2 separate regions of the Zea mays genome follow, and region 2 is linked to region 1. The links are chromatin contacts, called in public Hi-C maps. All regions are on one chromosome and are shown on one strand. The core of a region is the stretch at or near the end of the contact, and the rest is flanking DNA. Distances in the headings are between cores, read along the strand shown. Region 1 holds the start of LOC100191467. Region 2 holds the start of LOC100286254 (MYB-CC type transfactor).

The links. Hi-C and Micro-C count contacts between places; a contact is called where the count stands out from the background.
Region 2: a Hi-C map of tassel shows a contact between it and region 1, with 2.5 times the contacts expected there. The contact joins the promoter of LOC100286254 here to the promoter of LOC100191467 in region 1. A contact is called at or near these places in 3 of 25 Hi-C or Micro-C datasets (ear, endosperm and tassel).

What each region holds. Positions count from the first base shown.
Region 1 is chr7:86,978,812-86,986,101 of Zm-B73-REFERENCE-NAM-5.0, reverse strand. LOC100191467 reads left to right here and starts at 3,150. Exons shown (of 3, transcript NM_001136900.1): 1 at 3,150-3,410; 2 at 4,762-4,842. The coding sequence starts at 3,267.
Region 2 is chr7:87,607,856-87,615,145 of Zm-B73-REFERENCE-NAM-5.0, reverse strand. It overlaps LOC100286254 (MYB-CC type transfactor), which reads right to left and starts at 3,890. Exons shown (of 7, transcript NM_001159141.2): 1 at 3,590-3,890; 2 at 2,514-2,733; 3 at 1,783-1,859; 4 at 1,649-1,691; 5 at 1,514-1,571; 6 at 1,003-1,072; 7 at 1-400. The coding sequence starts at 2,721.

The sequences.
Region 1 (7,290 bases), core at 1,901-4,400:
ATTGTATACATATATATACGTTTTTTGTAAAATAAAAAAAATAATCGTGTCGGCCCGGGCCAGCACTACGGGCCAAGGCTACAACCTAAGCGCGGCACAACTTTCTTGGCTCTTGCAAGCATTAGGTCGTTTCTGAGACCACATTGGCGCAATGGACTATATGGTGTTTAAGGTTGCTGAATTAGATGGAGCAACAATGATTTGTCACACTAACAACAAAATAAAAGGTTATTTGTTGGTTTTAAACGTTAGTAATTGTTACGAAATAACATAATTTATATGGAGCACATCCAATTTTTATTGATGTCTGACTTTAGCGATCACTTCATATTTTGATCTTTTTTATAAGTTTGACTTCATGTGACTTATTTTAGAAACTTGAGCTCACAAATTTTCTATTATTTGGTCTCTGTATGATGAAATTATGTCATTTTATAATCTCTGTTCGTTCAGTCAGTCGTTGTGAATCTCTTCTAATAGCTCACTTCATTGGTCGTGTTGTACCCAGAGGCATTGCATGTAGTAAACAATAGCATAATTTAGCTAAAATCAAAAAGATATTATACAGAGAGCGGAGACAATCAATAAAAAATCTTAAATTTTTTGATGAATAGTTTACGTGGGTATTGTTGTAAGCCGTCGCAACGCACGGGCAACCGACTAGTTAAGTTAAATAATCACCGCCAAACACTTGATTACCATTGAATAACAAAACAATATGGCAATAACACTTTCTTTACGGAGGCTTCACCCACTGATCTAGAAAATGATGACCCAGCGACTTGAGAAGCTGAGACCAATTAATTGAATCCACGTCCTCACAACATACACATCTCCGTCCAACGTCTTTTATTTGTTTCTAAACTGAAACCCACCTACTAATTTCTAACCAAATACCAGTAGTCCTATCACCTTTTGGGTTAGCAGTAGTGCAGTACTAATCCACGCCTTTTTGTAACCGATTGCAACTAATCCAACAACTGCTGTGTTGGAGTCTCCTTCCTTTAACATGGTCACACCACTATACTGTACATTTCAATATCATATGAAGCTTAATCTATGTTTGGTTCTCATTACTAAAGTTTAGTACGTGTCACATTAAATGTTTGAATATCAATTACGACTATTAAATATAGTCCAATTATAAAACTAATTATACAGATGAAAACTAAACAAGGAGATGATTTATTAAACATAATTAATCTATGATTAACAAATGTTTATTGTACCTCACATGAGCGAATCATGGACTAATTAGGTTTAATAGACTTGTAATCTTATCTATATAATTAATTTTGTAATTAGACTATATTTAATACTTCTAACTAGTATTCAACCGTACGATATGACAGGACTAAAGTTTAAGAATCGTTCGGGAAGCCTTAGATTTTAGCATTGGGTAACATGTCCATATCCCACGTTATCTAAGTTCAACTAGATACTTAGATTCTATGAAAGAATTGTACTAAAAATGAGTACCGTTTGGCTCCTTCAGTAAATATTGTATAAAATATTATGAGTATACGTTGAAACCAAACACGTCCTTAGTCTTTCTCACGGTTTTGTCTATATATCTTCTCTATGTTTATTGGTTATAGACTTCTTTAAAATTTGCTCATCTATATCTTATTCTCTCTAATAGTGTCCTCTATATCTAGGTATCAAAGACTTGTATTAAGAACATATTTTACTCTAGATTTTTGTGCTTATGTATTTATTGTACCCTTAAATATCTTATATTTTTTTAATCTGTTGTTTAAAGTGTAAAAATAGATAGGAAGGAGGAGATAGATTATATTAGAGTTGGACACAACCTTCCTTCTAGCTCTTGGCATAAAATACTCCTAGTAATAAATAAAGAGAGGAACAAAAGATGAAGGAAAACAAAAGCCCTCAACTGAACATTTTGGGCGTTGTGCCGCTGCTGACTGACTGACTGACTGACCGACCGCTGGCCAGTCAGTCTCTCACTGGCCGTTGCGGTATGATGAGCGGCTGCGATCGGCAAGCATGTCGGCCAACCAATGGCTCAGATCAGATGTGACGCTCCGTGTCCGTACGGTAGTATGAGCAGGTTTTAAAATTGCTGTTCCCGTGCCCAAATAGGGGAAAAGGCCACAGCACAAGGGTGGGACCACGGTGAAATAGCAGCTCACTTGCTTCTTGCTTGCCGGTAGCATTCTGCAAGCAAAGGTCTCTATTTCCATGCGGACCCTTGGAATGCTCAAAATTAATGGAGGGCTGATTTTGAAAGATAAAATTATATTCTGGTAAGTTTGGACCATTGCAATTGAAAATCATTATAATAGTAATCATAGTTTGGACACCGATCAAATAAATATTAATATTTTTATATACAAACTTAGTCAACCTCAAAACTTGCTTTCGTGCTAGAATTATTTTAGGACGGAAGGCATAGCTAACATGTGTTTTAAGAGATTATCTATATTCTTTTTAATTATTAGAAATGGAGACTTTGTAAAAGAAAAACACACCCATTAATATCCTTTTCTATTGGTTGTTCAAATACAATAAATATCTGTTCCTGATTTTCGTTAACCAAAGATAGATAACGACAATAGTTCTTTAGAGTACCTATAAGTGGTAGAAAAATCATTGGAAACCAAAAGTGTAGAAACTTTTTTATACAATTAATTATCTAAATAACTATTTAAAAGATAAGTTTTAGAGATCGAGACTTTTAGAGATGCTTGATCCATACCAACGTTTGTGAGTTAATCCTGGGTTAGGATTAATCCTATATTTTAAAATACATGGCCTACCCCATTAGACTCCGTTCGGTTGATAGGGAATAGAAGACCGGAACTGTTCCGGCCTGGATTGCTTCTCTAATTTGTATAAGTTTTGATCAACGGGAATAATTCTTGGTGTAATCCTGCAGAAACGAACAGGCCCTTACACTACTCCAATCCAGTCCAGTGATAAATCACCATTTGTCCATTTGTTTTCATGAGAGAGTGGGTCCGAAATCCAAATGACAAAATGACAAGGGCTACATTGCACTGCTCACCTCACCCCACTACATAGCAAAGAGAGAGAGAGAAATGCGTCGTCGCTTCGCGTGCGGCTTGCCCAGCTAGCTCCTTGTACAAAGCCAAGCCCACAAGGCAGCCAGAGCGCGGGGTAGCGATTACACCTTGACACCTAAGGCCAGAGATTGGAGAGAGAAAGAAGCAGCTGAGTGGAGCAAGAAAGAAGAGGTCATGGCGGTGTAGTCTATCAGCTGAGTGGGAAAGAGTGGAGCAATGGTGGGGGGCTGTGCCAGCGGCGACGGCGCCGCCGAAGGGACGCTCGCGAGGTGGCGGAGGGCGGCGGCCAAGCGGATCGGCCTCTCATGCGCCTCCTTCTTCTCCTACGCCGCCTCTCCCTCCCCGCCTCCTTCCAAGATCGTACGTGCCTCTCTCACTCTCTCCAGTCTCCCCTCTTGCTTCCGAGGATTTATGTGCTTTGGGGGCAGCTGTTCGTGGCGAAAAAAGTTCCAAGAAGCAGCTCGTTTTTACTGCATTGTTCGGTCTTATCAGACCTGCTGTCTTTCTTTCTCGGGTTCCCTCTGTTTTATCCTCACGAAAACAAGATTATGTGCAAGTTCCTGGTTGATTGCAGTGGCATTATAAAAAAGGCACCATTCTATTGGATTGAGTTAATTTTAATTTCCCACCCGCAAAATCAATGCATCTGTCCATGTCCTGTTCTGGCTCGCTCGTTTCCCTCTGTCCCTTTCACCCCTTTTCTCAACTGCATTTTGTTTTTCCTTTCGTCCCTTTCTTAACCGCTTACATCGAAAGCACAAGTTCCTTCGCCTCCTTGCTTCTTTTACATTTCATCTCATCCAAATGCCCTACTTCCTGGTTAGTTTTGGTGTGTGCGTGTGTTTTACTGCAAACAAACTATAAATGCTAACTACTAGTGATTAGATTCGGATTTTAACAAGAACCACCCCCCTATGCGCATTTTGGTTTTTTTTTGGCTTGGACAATCCTTTTGCCTTTATTCTCCCGTAGGTGTTCCTTGCTAAAAATATTGGTAGCAGTTCGTCGACCTACCTGATTTCGGTCTGTATTTCTTCGTACTCTTCATCCATGAATGAGGGGCGTCAGTGCAATGATTTGGTGCTGATAATTCTCCCCTGGTACTGGGTACTACCTTCTTGAGCATAATTTTCAAATTTCGATGTACCATGTTTACGGTCATTTATTTTCCCTCAAAATATGACTTTTGATCCGGGCATCTATACATGGTTGAAAACTCTGCGCATGTTACATTTCGAATATATTGTATATACTCAGATTTCAACCTCAAAATATGACCTATGAATATATTTTCTCTAAGGCTATCTTGTTCTGCGTTGTCTTGGGTCCTATTGGGGCCCTTTCTCCCCCAATTTCAGGATTGCTAGTGGCTGCAAGTTGCTCTACATAGGGCACCTATTTTTATGGGGGGTAGTTTGTGTTCCCTTAAATTTGCCCCTTTTTTCCCCTTTAAAAATTGTTTATTTTTTATTTCCCTGGGAACTGTAGATCGACCTGTTATGCAGTAAATTGACTGTTGGCACTTGGCATCAATTATTTTGGTAGTACACAAATATAAGAGTTGCCTTTCTTTCTTTCTTATTTTTTCGTTTTCCTCGTGAAGCGTATTAAATGCTGTTTGCCATCAGAACAGTATCTTGAATGCAGCTGTATTGCCGGCAGTGTACAAATGTATCCTACTCCATAAACACATTTGTGTGTCGATATGCAGATCTCCCACTCCGCACTGAATGCGCCTGATGGAGAGCAGCAAAAGATGGAGGAACCCACCAGCACCAGAGTGGCTGACAAGGTACCAGCTATATGTCCACTTACATCTCCCTTTTCTATTTTCTTTCTAAGCGTACGAATTCTATTTGGACCACCACCGACTGTTCTTACTAGACAATCTCAATAATAGAATTTATTTAATTAAAAAATAAGAAACTTTTGTCTAACAAACGAGATCACCAAGATATCAGTAGCATCCTTGCCTAAGAATGATTAAGGTAGCAAGAGAAGAACAGATGATTTAGAAAACAAGAGACAAAAGAAAAAAAAGAGTACATAAGAGGGACAAAGTCCCCAAAAAAACACACTGACACACCCAAAACTCATGTTGACACAACCACCACAAATAGGATAAAACAAGAAACAGATGGCCCATTTCAACAGCAGGTGACCAACTAGCTACCAAGACCAGGAATTTATCCTTATCCCCCAACAAATGACTTGACCAGCAGCTCCTGCAACGCCTTTGTTCCAGCAGAGCACCACAAGATGCATTCATCGGTGACAGCCTGCAGCGGAGCCATCACATAAAAGTAAGAACAGTCACCATGAGCACCTTATCATGGTAGCCAGTAACCAGCGGGGAATATCCTGATATTACTCTTTTTTTCAAGGGTTTTGGTATAATAATAGTGTACGGTTGGTCTAAATAGCAATTATCACATATTACCTCCTAAGGCCGGATCCAATGCTACTAGTCTATATCTACCGCCACATCAGCTATCGTCCGTATCTACCATCTCCACCTTATATCTACTGCTTTAGTGCACATTTTCTACCGTCAGCTTACAACTACCTAAGCTTACTCTTATTTGAAACGAAACACGTCGTTTTATTGAAATAAAAGTTCATTTAAGTATATTACTGAGCAAATACAAATTATATAGTTTATAAACCATAAATAAGATTGACATAATTCATGAAACAAAAATATACTTAATATGTGAAATAAAAGTTACATAATTCATAATCAAGTTTTTATATTTTTTTTAAAAAAATTGAAGGCGTGGAACAATAAAAAGACGACATATGGTAGCATGCAGTCGGTATTGACCGGTTCTCCAGTGCACTGGTCGGTACCGACGATTCTAGCCTTAAATGTGGACGCTAATGATCGGTCCAAACTGTCAATTCAGCCACCAATCGGTGCAGCGAACTGACACGCGTTGGGAGCGTGAGGGTTAGTATCGTCTTCAATTCTATGGTCGACGTTGCCTAGCATTGTACCCGGTCTAAAGAGATAATAGGATATTAAAAGTTGTCTAGAGGGGGGTGAATAGGCAAGTGAATTTTTTTAACAAAAACTAGAAGTCTAGAAACAAACTGGGTAAAACCGGTTCAACCGGTGTCAAAACCAGTTCAACCGGTTTGCACTAGTCCAACTAAAAATGAGATATAAAACTAAAATGATCTCGAAATTCACCCAATTAATTTTGAAAATGGGATGTCCTAAATAATCCACAAGTTCAAAGTAATAGATCTAAAAAGAGCACTTCTCAAAATTCACACACCAAAAAGATATGAACAATTCTTCCACAGAATGTTGAGAGAACGAAGAACACGAACAAACACAATGAGCAAGAACACAAGATTTATCCCGAGATTCGGTCACACCACAAAGGTGCCCTACTTCCTCGTTGAGGCGCCCACAAAGAGCCGGGTCTCTTTCAACCCTAATCCTCCCTTTGCCGACGACAAAGGTCAAGCCCACACACTAATCTTTCCTCAAACGAGTTGTTAATACAAACTTTCTTATGGTCTTCCACAATATTTGGAGACACACAAGAGATATCTAGTCGTCTAGGAGCTAGAAGCTCCAATAGTAATGAATCCACAAAGAACTCGATGTAGTACCAAAGCTCGAATTAAGGAGAACAAGAAGGATTTGGAGATGAAGCACAAAAACCCGTAGATCTCAATCTCACTCAAAGATTTGAAATGGGAGAGGCAAGATATGTGAGAGAGAGAGAGTGAGAGGTGTTTCTCAAGTTAGAAATGGAGTTTGGCGTGTGCTCTTCTGTGGGGAGAGATGTAGGAAGAGTATATATAGGTGGGGATCCAAAACTAGCCGTTGGGTTGAACTTTTCTGCGTAGGGCCTGTTGAATCGCCCCTAGGGCCGGTTCAATCGCCTGGGCAGTTAGTCTGCCAGTCAGACTGGTCAGCTAACCTTGACACCGGTTGAACCTCCCCCAGGGCCGGTTCAACCGGTTTTGACTAGAGAGGTCCGGGGAAAAAACCCTGGTTGAACTTGCCCTGGACCCCGGTTGAACCTGCCTGGACCCCGGTTGAACTTGCCTAGACTCTGTTTGAAGTTAAGTTCAACTCAGCTGAAGAAGCTCAACTCAGCTGAGAAAGCTCAACTCAGCTGAAGAAGCTCAACTCAGCTGAAAAAGTTCAACCGCTTTTCAAAAGGAAGGATCTTCATCTCCCAAACCTCACTCCAGTTGAACTCATAGAGTGCCCAAAAGA
Region 2 (7,290 bases), core at 2,641-5,140, 630 kb before region 1:
CAGCCTCAGAATCTAAGAATTCAGTACCACTGCCTCGCTGCCTCTTGGCTGCCCTTTCATGGTTTGGACTAGCGACAGGAGAACCGTTCTGGCAGTTGGAATCAGGGGTTAGTGGCTCGTTGCGGGAAAGAGAATCACCATGACAGGTGCTCTTGGTTGCTTCAGTTCGGTCTCCAGTGTCCCTATTGGAAGCACCAACTTGAGTTGGAGACTCGGATGCTGGTGCAGGTGTGGAGGGCTCAGTCCGCTCCGAGTCTGGGAATTGATCACTTGATACAGTGACAGAAGCACCTCCAGCAGGAGTTTCAGATTTCACACCTGTTAAGCGCTGCTGCTCTTCGATGATCTTCTGGAGGTACTTTCCCTGAGCCTCAATTCGTAACTGCAGCTGCCTTTGTACCTAATGTGAAAATCAGACAATCTCAGCATTCCACACATCAAATGGTCCACTGTTGAATATAATCATCTAATTTTTCAACCAAATAACTTTGTAAATTTGGTAACACGAAGATTAAAATTAAAATGTGAACAGTATATGTATTGCGAACTTGAAGCCACTAATAGAATAGAACCATTGAGGTCAAAAATATTGAGAACAAATTGGTTTTGTTCACTAGCCAAATAAGATGGTGAAAATGATTTTAAAATTTTAGCACGTACAAAAACAAGACCCGCTACAAATAACAAAGAATGTATGAGAAAACAACATTGGATGCACAATTCATTTAGTGCACGAGCAGGAATTGTCTATCTTAGATGCTGTGGAAGAGTAGAGCTACAAGCATTTTTCTAGTAGAAGCATTTACTAACAAGAGGCTCAGTCGCAACTATGGGCCTACGGTCTACCCCTCAGTGAACATTTCAGAAGATGCCACAAATATTTTCAGTAAATAAATTTCTTCAAGAACTTAGAAGAAATATCTGTATCCTTGTACATGTCTCAGATTTACACATTATGAAGACAACAAAAGCTAAATAACAGATCATCCAGGAAAGACTTACTTCTAACTGTTCGTGCAGCCGCTTTTGGACCTCCATCTGCAGTTTGAGGGCTTCAGATATCTGCAATCCACTGTGAACAAAAACTTATACAATTAAAGGTCCTTACAAGAAAAATATTTCTAGTAGAAAAGAAATAAAAGGGACTGAAATGGTAACCATTTTCATTAGAAGAAATAAAAAATACCACTGTTCGATTTTGAAATTATTTTGAGTTCTCTGTATTTCCTGTCTAACAGTTATGCATCTTATGACATTAAAGGTAAAAAATAATGAGCAGATGGAATCAATATGTTTTTGTTCATTTTGCAGAAATCACTCTAAAATAGGAGTAGCTACAATTACGATACGTTCACAGCTAACTAATCCCATAAATCATCATACTTCCATCTGATATCATGCCACTAGGACAGTAAAATTTCACCCAAAATGGCTCATAAGGGAATAAATAACTAGACTTTGAATTATATCCTTCTTCAGTAAAATTAAACGAATTAGAATTATGTGTTCATACGAGGATCCCTCAAGTCCGGCAAGCAAATCTCCTGGGTCTTTGTTATCGGTCTTGTTCCCTACATGATATACAAATTAGGAAGAACTAAAACAATACTGTAGTATTACACATAAGGTGATGAATTTAGACACCTACCATCAGTTGAAGCATCAGGAATATACTTTGCTAGTCTGTATTTCTGAAACAAGAATGGAGGAGTTAAACAAGTAAACATTGATAGTGACAGATAGCAACTGTTAAAAGCCAAGTGTCACACTGAAAAAATATACCTGCAAGTGACTTTTTACATGGTATATTGTTAATCCTTGTACACCCATAATTCTCAGAACTCCTTTTGGAGTTGCCCCTATTTCATTTGATCAACTAAGTGTTAGCAGAAGCAGAAAATTACATGTCCACATAGTACAAGTAAAATTGAAAGGGCTATAAATCCAGATAAGTACAACAATAACACACAAAAATCCTGTTGGTTTTCTTTGGCGTCAAAAATCCTGGCAGCCTAAGTTGCGAATTTTGCTTGGTTGTGGATAGTTCAAGTAATTTCATCCATGAAAAACACCCATTATGATTAAGCGTTTGCCAAGAATATGACCCAAAAAGAATGTTTGAAATTGGTGAACCCAAATTTTGAGCAGATTGCATCGCTATAAAAAATACAGCAAATTGAACACCAAGTAATAGGAGGGCATCAGACGCTAGTTCTTGTAGCTAACTTCAAAGTGAGTTCTTAGTGTATCATAAATCCCAAGGCCAAGGCATCTTAGATTGGTAGCTTTTGCAGCTCATCCATATCTGTAGAGCCCAGAATCATGTAAAACTTAATTCCCCACAGAGAAACATACTTTCATAATATTAAAAAAAATCTTTTGCCGGAATATAAGTTCATGACATCTAGAGAGAGAGAGAGAGTATGAATATACAGGAAGAAAATCCTGCTTAAATGTTCAGTAAAATCAATCTAAAGAACTGGATGCAGAAAAGCAGTAGTATGAGAACATACTATCAGGACCCCCAAGTTGAGTAACAGCCTCAACAAATCTTTCATGCAGTTCATTTGTCCAGCGTAAGCGTTGCCTCCCAGCCATGTTGGTATTGTTATTTGCTCCATTACCAGGACCCATGTTGGCCCCAGTTAATTCCATTTGCTGCTGGTGTGTACCTGAGTTGGGATTTGGGCCAAAACTAGACTCTGGTTTTGGTGAGTACATTGCTCATACCCTCTGCAGGGAGAAGAAACATAGAGACATGAAGAGCCAATTGTGAGATAATATTTAACAAAACGGTCATTTTCATTTATAGTGACAAAAAACGATTCTTTCCAGTGTTATAAGGTTATGCACAACTGCACAAGTAAAGAAAACATTGAGCAGATGGTGCAAAGCCGTTGCTATTGTACCCATCTTGTGAGATGGATGAAAAGTTGAAGCGATGTATCATGGATGGCATATGCTCCTTATTAAGACATGTCAATCACGGAGATAAAACTTTCTCGTGCGGCAAAGTAATTGAGAGGAGACTAAGTATGCAGGTACATACATCCGAAGTGTAGCAGTAGATTAGTCCGACACTAGCACTGACCATCAATTGCTACTATTCTCCATTTATAGTTATATATACAGGTACCCTAGTACTAACTACGAAAGAGGGGCGTGAAATTGTAACAAAAAGAGAGAGAGGGGTGGCACTGAATGATTCCTTCAGCTGAAGGCCCAATTTTTGAGAAAGGAAAACATAATTAAATTTGAAATCAGACTGCAACCTCGATTTTGGGGCTGATGCCAAGCCCTATGCTGTGGCGTGAAGTGAAATGAGATCTAGCAATCGCTCTTCCGAGTGCTGAGCAAGGGATAATAGGGAACTAGGCTAATCGGGCCGTGTTTGGATGTCAGGATAGACTAGATTACCAGTGATCACGCAGAAACCGTATGGAAGCTAACGGAATCAAGAGAGAGAGAGAGAGAGAGAGAGAGAGAGAGAGATTTGGATTTAGTGGGGAACTAATAAAACCAACCAGCGACCTGGCACAAGAAGCAAGGGAATCCGTGGAACATGAGCGGGCCATAGCGGCAAGCTTACCTGCGGGAGAAGGAAGCAATCCAAGCAGAGACGGGCGGATCTCCAGCTGTCCCCTCCACGCCGCGCCAGCCCAGAGGGCGGGGCAACGGCGACGCCTCCCGACGAGGAGGACGAGCCTTGAGGGGAGCCTGCCTCACGCGGTCCCCGTCGCCGGCGGCGCCGCGCCGCGCCGCCGCCCTCTGACGGTAATGCTCGACGGAGTTGGGGGATGAGGCCGGTGGAGGAATGGAAAGGCGAGAGCACAGAGGAGGAACAAGTGGAGACGGGAAATGAGTTTGTTGGCGAATATATCCCACCCAACCATTGCTTTGATTTATTATAAACGAAGACGGCGTGACACTGTTTGAAGATAGATTAGACCAGACAAAAAAAGTCCAACATGGCAGTAACATTCACACACCCAAAGGCTACTTTTGTGTTCGGCCAAAAAGATTATTCTTACTAGTATTATATTATTATAATTATAATTTTGACTAAATTTGGATTCCGTTTTGAACGCGAGGATGTTTTTTTCAATGGAACAGGTGTGTTTTTCCATGCCACTTTTGTTTCGATGTTTATAGCACAAGAGCAGAGATCATCGTTCCTTGCAAAAAAAAAAGGGACATAAAAAAGAAAGCGAATGGCGAAACAGAACACCATTTTATTTGAGTTTGTGAGAAAAAAAAAAACAGTATTGTCAATAATAGAGCTTTAGGGCATGTTTGAATAAGATAGAGCTAATAGTTAGCTGCTAAAAATTACTAATAAAACGTTGACTAACTATTAACTGGTTTTAGCTGGATTGAATCAGCTAATGAACTAGGTGGCAGTTGAGCAGGGGTGGATTCAGACCCTTTTTGTGGTGTCCAAAGACACCAATGAATTTTAGTAATCTCCATTAGAATGTATGTTTTTAGCACTTAAATGAGTTGATGATTTTATTATTCGATGGAGATGACATCAATGATTGTTTTGTTTAGATCCGCTCCTGTAGTTGAGGATGTAGCTAAAATTAGCTAGACTATTAGACGAATGTGTTTGGATGTTTCTCGCTAAAAGCAACTGATAGTTGAACTATTAGGTAAGTTGTTTGGTTGTTTCCAGCTAACTTTAGTAGCTAATAGTTAACTGACTAAAAGGTTGCTAGTGGAATTAGTTGACTAACAAATAGTTGGCTAACTATTAACTAATTTTAGTTAGGTTGGACCAGCTAATAACTAATGTACAGTTGAGGAATGAGGATGTAGTTAATAGTTAGTTGGACTATTAGTTGTAGGTGTTTGAATATGTCCAATTAAAATAGCTAAACTATTAGTTGAGTTGTTTAAATGTCTTAAATTAATTTTATTAGCTAACTATAAACTCATTTAAACATTGCCTTAATAGATCCACTCATTCGGAGGACGACTTTGGTAGATGATACCATGTTACGGAAGTCAAAAGTTAGCGTCTGTCTTTGCATAGATGCTTAACTTGTTTTGTAAAATTTAAGTTATACTCCTTCATTCTAAATAATTTTATAAGTGATTCAAAGAGTCAAAACATCTCAAATTTAATTAAAATTTTAGAAAATATATACGTAAAGATTTATAAGAAAAAATATTTTATAATTTAGGACGAAAGCAATATATCTTTATAGATATGGGCATGTGGCATGCCATTGTAGCATATTACATGTTTGAAGATTAGAAGAAAAAATAAACCGTTAGATCCATTCCTATTTCTCATTTATAAAAGTCTAAGCTTAAATTATTTGACTCATAGTCATGCTTTACCCTTCTTTACAAGATTTTTTATGGTAGTTGTTTGATCGATTTCTCATCACTCGATGGTGGGAACAGGTCTGATTCGGGTCGGGTGAAACAAAAACTCGTTCGTAATCGCACCCATAAAATTTACCTAAACCCGCTCGCGACCACATCCATGGGTGTATTAGTTCTAAACCCGCACCAGAACCTGTCGGGTTTTGGGATGGATTTCGGGTCTCCCGCGGTTTTTTTACCAAGTGTACGCTTTTAAATAATAATTTAGCTATAGGCAATTAAATAACATCAATAATTTGGTTATGTCTACAGATTTTAATCATTCTCACGTTAAGCAGCAATAGAACATTTTATAAATCATTAGCCAAGTTACTCATTCAAGACAACTCTATTGTATCTTAACCATTTTTGCCTGAAATAAAGAATATTTTTCTAGGTCAAGTGTGGGTCACCCGCGAGTTGAAATAGGAACTCGTACCCACACCCACGAAACTTCAGGTAAAGAGTGAGGGTGCACTTGTGAGTAAAAATCTGCATACGTACCCACACTGTTTTTTTTGGATCTGTGGGTTAGATTGCATCACTAATTTCATCACGCCATATATGTTTTACTCTCTGTCCTAGAAAGGAAGTCGTTTAACTTTTTTGACGTCAAGTTTGTCCGGTTTGTTTTATTCAAAATATTTATAAAAACATAGAAAAAATCAGTTGATAGTTAAAATAAATTGTATGATAAACTAAATCAGAACGAAAATAAATAATAATTATAATTTTTTTGTGAATAAGACCAGCCGATTAAAGTTAGTCTCAAAAAGTCAAAACGACATCCTTTGTTATAAACTCAATACTTACCAATTTTTTTCTAATATATGGCAAACAATTTAGGTCCTGTTTGAAAGCAAACCAATTTTTATTTTTTAGCTAGGAGATGCTAGTTTCTTGGTTTTTAAAAGAACTATGAATGTGAATCCAATTTTATAAACCGAGGCATAAACTGGCATGTTTAGAATCAACTCAATTTACATAAACCAGTTTCTTAAAAATTGATCTCTTAATCTCCAAACTATACGACACAGAATTGGCCAAAGTGAGTTAGGTGTTAGATGTATCCCAGCTACTTTTGCACCGCGCTTTTAGAAGTATTTGGTAAAAAAGATCTGACACTGTGCGGTAGTCATCCAAACGCACATCCTACCAGTTGTCTAGTTGAACAGGACAGGAGAAAACAGCGAAAACATAGCAATGCAAGTTTACAAAGCAAACAAGACGTCTGGTAGCACACAATGCAAACGAGCGATAATGTAAAGAAACACCGGCTAGTAAACTACTAGTACTAGTAGTAGTACACTACAGCAAAGCAAGATGAGGAGGCAGGAGACGTCCACGAACCTGTTAGCGCAGAGCCCCTCCGTCATTAAGGCCATGTTTGGTTTGGGCTAATCTTTAGTCTCTGATTTTTAGTCCCGTTTAGTCTCTATTTTGTTAAACAGGAGGACTAAAGTAAGGACTAATTGACTTTAGTCTCTAGTTCCTCACATAGGTGCTAAAAGGGACTAAAGATCAATATTTACTTCAATTACCCTTGCTAGAAAACTGATGTCAAACAAAAAAGAACATTTTGGCATTTATGTGTTACATTTAATGTATTTAGAATCTTTTTAGTTTCTACAACCAAACAGGATATGGACTAAAATTTAGTCCCTAAACTAAACTTTAGTCCTAAGACTAATGAAACTAAAATGGGCCTAACCAGCCGTATAGTTTGTGATGGATCAGCTGCAGGACGGCAAGTACAGCTCTCAGTTTCTGGCCAATGGCGTGGACACGGCCGCTCGGCCTGCACGCCACGTAGGACTAGAATAGCTAGCCGTGCGTGACACGACCAGCTGGCCAATACTAATTGGCCCAAACGGGGTTGTCGTAACGGTCCAAGCCTGTTGCTACAAGGCAGGGCTG